Regions from separate parts of the Mus musculus genome. Here region 1 is linked to region 2. The links are chromatin contacts, called in public HiChIP or PLAC-seq maps. All regions are on one chromosome and are shown on one strand. The core of a region is the stretch at or near the end of the contact, and the rest is flanking DNA. Distances in the headings are between cores, read along the strand shown.

What was found. HiChIP or PLAC-seq counts read pairs in DNA pulled down with a chosen protein or histone mark.
Region 1: a contact with region 2 is called in a BATF HiChIP or PLAC-seq map of CD8 T cells, with 6 read pairs. The contact joins two enhancer-like sites. A contact is called at or near these places in 1 of 15 datasets of contacts at CTCF or cohesin (the NIH/3T3 cell line) and 2 of 115 datasets of contacts at active chromatin or transcription factors (CD8 T cells and embryonic stem cells).

Annotation. Positions count from the first base shown.
Region 1 is chr8:106,072,866-106,078,200 of GRCm38.p6, reverse strand. All of the region lies in intron 1 of Nfatc3 (nuclear factor of activated T cells, cytoplasmic, calcineurin dependent 3), which reads right to left. Among named protein-coding and RNA genes, the nearest start is that of Nfatc3, 16 kb to the right of the region's middle. Within about 2 kb of position 2,835, at least 39 of the 459 cell types and tissues checked have an H3K27ac peak or open chromatin away from gene starts, as enhancers often do. A contact at or near this core is called in CD8 T cells, where this site is marked.
Region 2 is chr8:105,792,435-105,797,487 of GRCm38.p6, reverse strand. The region is part of intron 3 of Ranbp10 (RAN binding protein 10); the gene reads left to right. Among named protein-coding and RNA genes, the nearest start is that of Ranbp10, 32 kb to the left of the region's middle. Within about 2 kb of position 3,262, at least 38 of the 459 cell types and tissues checked have an H3K27ac peak or open chromatin away from gene starts, as enhancers often do. A contact at or near this core is called in CD8 T cells, where this site is marked.

The DNA of each region.
Region 1 (5,335 bases), core at 1,586-4,085, 280 kb before region 2:
AAAATTATAATCTGAGAATAATGAATGTTTTTTATAGAAGGTATATTTCTGTGTACTCTCTTGCATACACACAAAAATTAAAACCATCTTAGAACTATAAGATAATTGGACTAGCAAGATAGCTTAGTGAATAAAGGTCCTTACAGCCAACCAAAAGGTCTGAGTTCAACCTCTGGGACCCACATGATAGGAGAGAGCCAACTCCTGCACACTGTTGTATGACTCCTATCTGAGCACAGTGGCATGTGCACACTCACATACACACCCTACACCCCCCCCACACACACACAGTGGCATGTGCACACCCTACACCCCCCCCAACAGTAGCATGTGCACCTCCACCCCACAATGGCATGTGCACACTCACACACACACCCTATACCACCCCACACACATAGTAGCATGTGCACACACACCCACATCCCCCCCCTAAAACCTGAATTTAATTAAAGTCTTTAGAGATTTTATTATTTTAATTTTGTGTGTGTCTGCCTGCATTTATATTAACACACCACATGTGTGCAGTTCCCTTGGAAGCCAGAAGGTGGCATAACGTCCCCTAGAACTGGAGTTACAGAAGGCTGTAAGTCACTTTGTGGATGCTAGGAACAGAACCTAGACCCTCTGCAAGAACAGCAGGTGCTTTCAACACAGACTCATCTCTCCAGCCCTAAGGATTTTTTTTTAAGGATAGAAATTGTACTGTATTTGACAATTGCAGTTTAAGACTGAGTGAAGCAGAGCCTTTGAAAAGCGCCTTGGGAGCCAGGTGATGTTGGTGCATACCTATAATCCCAGCACTCAGGAGGTAGGGGCAGGTGAATCTCTATGAGCTTGAGACCAGCCTTGTCTACAGAGTGAGTACAGCCAAGACTACAGACAGGGCTACACAGAGTAACCATATCTCAAAAATACAAGAGTGGGGAGGGAGGAAGGTGGAAATGAGGGAGAGACAGGCGAGACAGAGACACCTTTGGGCTGGGAGGAGATGATGGATAGTTCATACTAGAATTTAGGAGGCAGAAAGATTGACAGTTCTAAACCAGACCAGGTCAGGCTGTGAGTTTGAAGCCCATCTGGGACACACAATGATATTCTGTCTCAAAACCAAACAACTAAAGATGGGATTTTATTAATTTCTGGTAGAGGTATGCTTTGTTGTTATTTGTACTGCCCCACCATTAACATTGACCTGGCCTCTTATTCACATTATTTACTCTCTGTAGGTATTTTCCTTGTAGTAAAATTCAAGATTTCTCTTTTCTTTTAGGAAGGGTATATAATTAACACAGACATCTTCTTCCTCAGTAGTCGTATCATCAAGAATTCACGTCTGCACACAGCAGATCAGGTTACAAAGCCACTAGATGGGGCTGGAGAGGTGGTTCATTAGTAGAGAGCACTGGCTGTTCTTTCCAGGGCCTGGGTTTGATTTGACTCCCAGCACCCATAAAGAAGCTCACAAGTGTCTGAAACTCCAGTCCCAGTGATCCAATGTCCTCTTCCGAGGGCACAAGACATGTATATGGTACACAGACATAATCAGGCAAAACATCGAACACATCAAATTAATTAAAACAAAAAGCGACCAGACACCACTAGATTCTTTACCTAAATAAAAAATAGCTGACTGAGGATATTAAATTATAGTTGATCATTAATCTTCACAAATTTAGACTATTCAATTTACTCCCTCGCTAGGCCTGGTGGCATGCATCTTCTGTTATCCCAGCACTCTAGCTTGTGCTGTGGAATTGAGACTTTAAGGATAGCTTTGGCTACAAAGAAAAACTCTGTCTCAAAATAAATTAAATTAAAATGGATAAAATTAAATAAAACCCACCCCTTGTTTTTTTATATTTAAGCAAGTCCTGCCAGCAACAACTATACTAGCAACTACTATATTCTTTATCATTATACAATCCAATTTTTTTAAAAAACAAATTTTTACTTAAGAATGTACTTTAAAAATCTTGTTTTGAATAAAAATCACCTATGAAAGTTTTTTTTTTGTTTGTTTGTTTGTTTGGTTGGTTTTTCGAGACAGGGTTTCTCTGTATAGCCCTGGCTGTCCTCGAACTCAGAAATCTTCCTGCCTCTACCGCCCGAGTGCTGGGATTAAAGGTGTGCACCACCACGCCCAGCTGAAAGTCTTTATAGTTTCATTCTAATGTAATTATTTTATCAATGTTATTCCAGCAGTTGATTAATGCTGAAATTTGTAACTTCCTCCCAGCAAACTGTAGATAAAAACAAGTAAATACACAAATGGTGTCTTGAGGCTGATAGAAACAGTTCATTGGGTAATAGTGCTTTCTGTACTGGGATGAGAACTTGAATTCAAACCCCTGTGACCCATAAATGAGGGTGGGCATGGCTCCAAGTGTCTGTGACCTTGGCACCGAGGGCTAAGAGGCAGTCAGGTCTCAGGGGTTCCCGGGAGGTGAGTCAGCCTAGCTGAAATGGTGAGCTCCTGGTTCAACGAGAGGCCCTGTGTCAAAACCATAGAACAGTCACAGAGAAACACCTGACCTCCTCCTCTACCCTCCTCATGCACGGGAGCATGAGTGTACCCACACAATGTCTTAAAGTAATACAAAGACATGAACACACACACACACAAAATAGTTTCATCTTTTTCCCCACGTGTCCAGAAGTCCTAACTCTGAGACGATGGCACTCACTCCAACCACACTTTAACAGTCATTGAGATTTTCAACCGTAGACTTCATGATGCTCCAGAACCATTTTGACTAATTTAATTTTTGTAAATGTTCTATCAGCCACCAGAGGGCCCTAGGAAAGCAGACAGTAATCTAGAGAATACAGAGAGCATGTTCACGTCTTTACGAACAGTAAACCAGGGTCTGGCAGAATACAGCCTGTGAGCCCAATCTGTCCTACCACCTGGTTTTTTGTTTTTAAATGACAGCCTACAAGTTAAGAATGGTTTTTAAAAGAAAATTTTATGGATATAATGTGATTCAAATTCTGTGTCTATAAATAAAATTTTATTGGAACTTGGCCACACTCAATTATGTGCTGTCCATGGTCATGTTCCCACAAAGATAGAGAAGAGCAACTGTGAAAAAACACTTTAAGTTCTGCCGCATTGCTGCTCGGGACACAGTAATACAGTTTTGTTGTTTTGTGTTTTTCAGGACTGAACCTAAGGTGTTACAAATACTGGGCAAACAAACATAGTACATCAAGTTCTATATGAAGTCCTCCAACACCTTTTGTTTTTAAAGACAGAGAAATAGGGGAGGGAGTGTCTCACTATGTATCTGTGATTGGTTGGCAAACTGCCATGTACACAAAGCTCGCCTACAACTCTATGTATACCTGCCTTGTGTTGAACTACAGTGATTCTCCTGTCTCTGCCTCATGACTAACAACAGTAATCCCAGGATGTGGATGGCTGAGGCAGGAGAACTACTGAAAGAGTTTGTCAGAGCAAGACTTTGTCTCAAAAACAGAGATGAGAGGGGGGTAAAAAGAGACCCTGTCTCAAAACCAAAATAAGAGCAACAACAATAATCAACTAATCAATCAATTAATAATCAAGCAAGATGGACATAGTAGCACAAGGTCATAATACCAGCACTGGGAAGTTGAGGCAAAAGGTTAAGAATTCTAGATCACCCTTGACTATATACACCTGGCTCCTCAATCCAGCCCTGCTTTCAATTCTTTAGCAAAGCACAGTGACTCATAACTGAAATTCAAGTACTCAATAGACTAAGCAGGAGGACTGGCACAAATTCAAGGCCAGCCTGAGCTACATGGTGAGTTCCAGATCAGTCTGGACTACTATCTCAAAAAGCAAATGCAATGAAAAGAATGACTATGGACTAAGCAATTCTTCTCAATTATGTATTCATGAGAATAAAAATATGTCTATATAAAAACTTAGACACATATGTTTATAATAGCATTATTTGAAATGGCCAAAGGGTTAAAAAAATCAGATAATTCTCAATAGATTAATGGATAACCTAGTAAGGAAGAATAAATAAAACTTATTGTGGTGCTACACAACTGCAATCAACCTACTTAGCAGGCTGAAGCAACACAGTAAACAAGAATCTCTCATTAAGAAAGGAAAGGTGGGGCTGGAGAGATGGCTCAGCGGTTAGGAGCTCTGACTGCTCTTCCGAAGGTCTTGAGTTCAAGTCCCAGCAACCACATGGTGGCTCACAACCAAGCATAATGAGATCTGACTCCTCCTTCTGGAGTATCTGAAGACAACTACAGTGTACTTAGTTATTTTATAATAAATAAATAAATCTTTTTTAGAAAAGAAAAGGAAGGAAGGAAGGAAGGAAGGAAGGAAGGAAGGAAGGAAGGAAAGAAAGGCTACAGCCTGAAAACATTCTAAGTGAAAGACATAGACACAAAGTCACACACCATTATATTATGCCCTTTATAGTACATATGTAGAATAAGCAAATCCAGAATTAGAAAGAAGTGAAGGCTAAACTAAAAAACTAGCTGGATTCAGAGCTTTTTGAATGAGTAACTAACCCTGCTCCTGAATTTCCACACCTACCACTCTTTTTCTTTAGGCAGTAAATGAAATCTTCTGACAAGGAGAAAGAAGGAAGGCTGAGAACCTGGGCAACCATACTGAAAACAGGATGATGAAACCAAGCCATTCTAAAACGTGTATATTGAAACCCTAAGTGCTCTTCTACTCCCTTGGCTCACAGCATACACACTTACACTCTAGGCAATAGACTGGCAGACTTTTCACTTGGGACTCTAATTAGCCAAAGGAAAACGAACTACAGATAATGACCTCAAAGGCAACCTAGTAAGAACCCCTACAAGGAGGCTGCATTAGCAAACATCACTGTGATCACCAAACAATATATCTCGGTGCTTCGTTTTAAGTGATAAGCAGGTAACAACAATCACCAAACAACTGAGAGAAAAGCTTCAAAACTTAAAACAGTCAAAAGCCAGACGTAATGGCACATGCCTCTAATCCCAGCTATCCCAAGGCTGAGGCAGAGGATCTCAAATTTAAGATATAGTATGCTTCAAGCCAGCCTAACCAGCAGAGGAAAACCATGACTCAAAAACAAAAAAAGGAAAAACAAACATACAAGCAGACATTCATTTAAGATTAAACAACAACCAGGTGTGGCAACAGAAGCCTGTAACAATAGAACTAAAGAAGCAGAGGCAAAAGACAGTGGGAGATTGATTCTGTCTCAAGGGTAAAATAGACCACCCAATATCTTCCCCTAGCTTCTGGGCTTGTGCATGCACAAATATATACATACATACATACATACATACATACATACATACATACATACATACAAAT
Region 2 (5,053 bases), core at 2,013-4,512:
CCTGGACTCCTCACGTCTCTAAGTTCCTGTGGATCTCCTGTCTTATTCTAATGTGCAGTAGCTGAGTGAAGGGCCTATAGGAGTGGTGGCATAGTATTGGTCTTCTTTAAGAGGACCTCATGGCTTGTGAGGGGTCAATTGGGCTTGGCCAGGCTCCGAGAGGGCACTGAGAGGACAGCCCGGGGACCGTCCAGCAGGAGAGTCCTGCTCACCGCCCTGACTGCACTCAGCTCTTAAGCAAGTCATCCCCTGAGAATCTTGGTTCTTAAGGCTGGCAGACAGTGAACTGCTTGCTCTATTTTTTTTTTTTTTTTTTTTTAGATTTATTTATTTTATTATATGTAAGTACCATAGCTGTCTTCAGACACTCCAGAAGAAGGCATCAGATCTCATTACGGATGGTTGTGAGCCACCATGTGGTTGCTGGGAATTGAACTCAGGACCTTCGGAAGAGCAGTCAGTGCTCTTAACCACTGAGCCATCTCGCCAGCCCGAACTGCTTGCTCTAAATGGAAGTTTTCTTGCAAAGACCAGGTGTCCTCTGCTGATAGCCAGACTCCTAGCCCTCCAGTGTGCTCCTAGAGTAACCTGCAGGCCCTCTGCTCATCTTGTCCCATGCTTCTGCTGCTGTCTGTCCTTTCAGCATCCATGACTTCCTTATTGGGTTCTTCACCTCAGCTCTCTGCTTGCTTTCTTTTTCTTTCTTTTAAAGATTTATTTATTAATATATCTAAGTACACTGTAGCTGTCTTCAGATGCACCAGAAGAGGGCGTCAGATCTCATTACGGATGGTTGTGAGCCACCATGTGGTTGCTAGGATTTGAACTCAGGACCTTTGAAAGAGCAGTCGGTACTCTTTTTTTTTTTTTTTTTTTTTAATTTTTTATTACGTATTTTCCTCAATTACATTTCCAATGCTATCCCAAAAGTCCCCCATACCCCCCCCCCCCCCGCTCCCTACCCACCCATTCCCCAGTCGGTACTCTTAACCACTGAGCCATCTCTCCAGCCCCAGCCCTCTGCTTTCTACTGTGCACATTGTGCCCTGTCTGCTTTGGACCTCTGATTCCTCTGCTGAGAGAGAAGACAGTCTTTGCTCTGCCTCCTCCCCAAATACCTCCGTCCCCTGCTCATGCTGCACATTCCTGGCTGTGGGGCACCTCCAACATGCTGCTGACATCCCACACTGCTACCGGCAGGCATTGTTTGATTTTGCCCTGAGATGTCTGTCCTTCCTCCTGACCCCTAGTGTGATCCTGCTTGGTCCCTTTAACTCTGACATGTGTAATCACTCCTTGTCTGACTCACATCTGTCAAATTCATGATTGAGTTGTGAGCTCCTTAGGACTTGGACTTCATTTTATTGACAGGGTCTCACTGTGTAGCCCTGGCTGTGGTGGAACTCACTCTGTAGACCAGGCTGGCCTTGAGTTCACAGAGATCCACTTGTGTCTGCCATGCAGAGTACTGAGATCAAAGGTGTGTGCTCCATACCTGGCTGTGGAGTACATCTTTTAATCATGACTCACCGAGAGTGTTTACAGGGCCTTGCATAATGGCTTTGGGTTGAAATGGTTCTTGTATTTTGCTGTCCTTTGCCTCAACATAATGAACTTCAGTAAGTCACCTGTCCTTTTGTATCCAGTTTTCATCAGATCCTCTTAGCCTGAGGCCAGCCTTCAGCTTGGGTAAGCCTTGGTTTGGAACTCAGCCTACGCCAGTGCCCTAAGCTCTGTGACACTCACTGATGGTGGTGGGCTCTTCCACCTCATACTTACGGGGTTCAGTGTGTGTCACTGAATCAAAAGCTGGCTCACATTTGGTCTTGCAGAAGACTGCTAACTGATTGTGTTTGTGTATGTGTGTGGCTACCCACACAGGTTTGTGTATGTGTGTGGAGGTCATAGGATAACTTGCAGTGCTCAGTTATCTTCTACCCTTGAGTCTGGGGATCCAACTCAAGACATTGTGTTTGGCAGCAAGCACCCTTACCTGCTGAGACATCAAGATTCTCTTGCCAGCCTGGAAGATCTTGAGGGCTGTGTGGTTGACTTGTGAAACTGCCTGGTTCAGTGGCTAAGACCATGGCTGGGGAGCCACATTGTCTGCTTTTGCACTCTTGCAGCTTTGTTACCTGCAACAATTACTTTATTGCTTGGCTCTTTAGTTTCTTCATCTGTAAATGGAAGAAATATATTAGCATATGAAGTAAATACTAATAAAAACTAAAGATTCTTTTACAAGGAGGGTTTAAGATAGGATCTCACAATACATCCCCAGGTGTCCAGAGGCTCAGAATCTTCCTGCCTTAGCATCCCAAATGCTGGGATTGCAGGTGTGTACTGCCACATCCTGATGAATGTTTATTTGTAGAAAATACTAAGAGTTCTACCTGACACACAAAAAGGGAGTGGTGCATAAGTATAGCTATCGTTGTTGGAAAAGGTAAATGTTTTTTTCTACCTGAAAATGGGAGGACCTGTGCACTTATAGTTCTGTGAGAGTCTGCATATAGACTGGAGGTAGTTTTTATTGAAACTGCACTATTTAAGGCTGGGTGTGATGGGGGACATGTTTAATCTCAGCGCTCAGAAGGCAGAGGCAGGTGGATCTCTGTGAGCCCAAGGCTACCCTGTTCTTCACAGTGAGGTCCAGGATAGCAGGAACTATATAATAAAGAGACCCTGTCTCAGAGAGAGACAGAGAGGGAGAGGGAGAGGGAGAGACACAGAGAGACAGAGAGAGAGACAGACAGAGACAGAGATACAGAGAGAGAGAGAGAGACAGACAGAGACACAGAGAGAGACAGAGACACAGAGAGAGACAGAGACTGTCCTTTCCCCTACAGTGCCTGTTTTCTGAATTTGAATGTAGGCTGTGCTAGCAGGAGTGGCATTCTTCTGGAAGGTGGCTGAGCACGTGGTCAGAATGTTGATGCTTCTAATGTGTTCTTATAGGTTATTGGCTCACTGGAGCTCCTTTGCCTTCCAGGCTGTTGGGGCAGAGGGGTGGCACTGTGGGTACTTACTGGTGCAGATGATGACAGGCACATCTCTCCCATGAGGCTGTGCTGCTCAGATTCTTGAGAGCATTTGGGAGTGTCTTAGTTTGCACTGTCAGAAGTTTCTGTTGAAAGATGTAGATAGAAGTTTTGTTTATCTTTTGTAAGGTGTTCTTTGGCCTCTTTAAGTGTGAAACCAAGTAGCAGGTGTGGCTCCAAAATAAGAATGTTGGAACCCTGGGCTAAATGACTCACAGGCAAGACTAGATGATCTACTGGTAGGTGAGTGTAGCTGCCTGCTGCTGCCACACCCGTTGCCTTGGAGAAAGAGCAGGGTCTGGCAATCAAGGGATTCCTTGATTGAGGAAGCTGGATGAAGAAGGTAGGATTGTGGGTGGAGACCGGGGGTTTGGGCTTCTTCAGTGTTTGGGTGCTTGGGTGCTTTGAGAGATTGGGGGGGGGGTGTAGATTTTGTTTCTGTGTCCAGGGAAACTCATGCTGTGTCTAAAGAAGGACCATGTGCAACAGAGCTAGGTTCTGGCATTGCCCCACTTGTCTTTTCTGTAGTAAGGAGGCTGTTCTCATGGTGTTTCATATATTACCTTGCTTGTTACAACCCTGCAGAGAAGAATTCATGCCCACTAAGACCTATTTTCTTTAATTGTTGGAAAGACATATCTGGAAGGATCTAGTTAGGGTTGGCATTATATCTCCTGGAGCAGCTATTGCCCAAGCCTGGGCTAGGGACTGAGATGGCAGAGGACACAGGGAGGAACAGTCTGCTTTGTCTCCACAGGATGTGGAAAGTAACTGTGCATCTTTCCTCCTGGAGTGCACCTTACCAAGCCTTCTAGCTTGGATAGCAACAGGATAGCTAGCCCCAGCAGGAAAGCTGCTTCTACCAGCTGGGCCACATTCTGCACATAGTTCATCTGTCACATCTGCACAGGCTTAGGAGAGGAACCACAGAGCAGAGAGTTCAGGGGTCAGTGCCAGGTTCATGGAAGAGGGTGAATAAGTAACAGGATGTTCAGTATCCTTCCTCTATCTTCCCAAGGGTGCATCTCAAGCACTGGAGAGTATCTGAGGTAAATACAGTAGCAGGTGGTGATACACAGCCGATGATGTTTCAGATACTGCTGTTTTAGATACTGTTGGTAGGTTTTGATAGTCTGGAAATGATGCTTGTGTATAGCTGCCAACCAGGAATTATTCTTTCCTACTTTATGTAAGCTGGGACCCTTGTTGCCTGGTAAGCACCCACTCCAGGCTCTCTGTTCAAGCCATCATCTCTCTGGAACGCCTTTCCTCTCAGGAGCTGGTGCTTCATGAGGTGTGCCCTGTGGTGCTCAGGCCTACTGTGAGGGAAGCGGTACTTTTCTCCATCTGGCTGAGTTTAACATTAGGGCTGCACTAAGATATGGGGTGCCCTTCTTTCTCACTACGCAGAATTCTTGGGCCTAAAACTGGGAGTCATACTTCCCGTTAGTATTCTAGTCCTGTACATAGCTCCTAAGCCAGTGCCTAGAGACTGGCTGGAGAGAAGAAGCTAATTGGTTGTTGCCCAGTAGTTCAGTCCTGTAGGGCATTCAGGTAAGCCCTGACTGTAAAGGGGATCAGTCAGGAACTTGTCTGAAGCAGCTGCCCAGGGGCTAGGGCTAGAAGAGAGGATGGAGCTAAAGAGCCTGGCGCTGCCCGACCCTTGGAGCTCTGGCAGTAGGTGCTACAGGGAAATTCAGAATGCAGATGGCTTAGCAGCTGAAGAAGTAGTCAGAAATCCTGACGGCTCATGTGATGGTGCAATGGAAGGAGCTTGGATAGTGTGAGAGCCTTCATTTCTCATTTTCCTATGCTCCTGCCTCCCACGTGCTGGGATTAAAGGAGTATACCACCACCATCTGGCTAGACCTGAACACTCTTATTACTTGACATTGGGGTTCATTGTTGGCAGTATTCTGAAATACCAGCTCTTGTTCGCTGTAAACATACTGGACTTTACCTGTTTTTCAGTGTGTTGTTTTATACCTATAATTCCATCACTTGGGAAACTA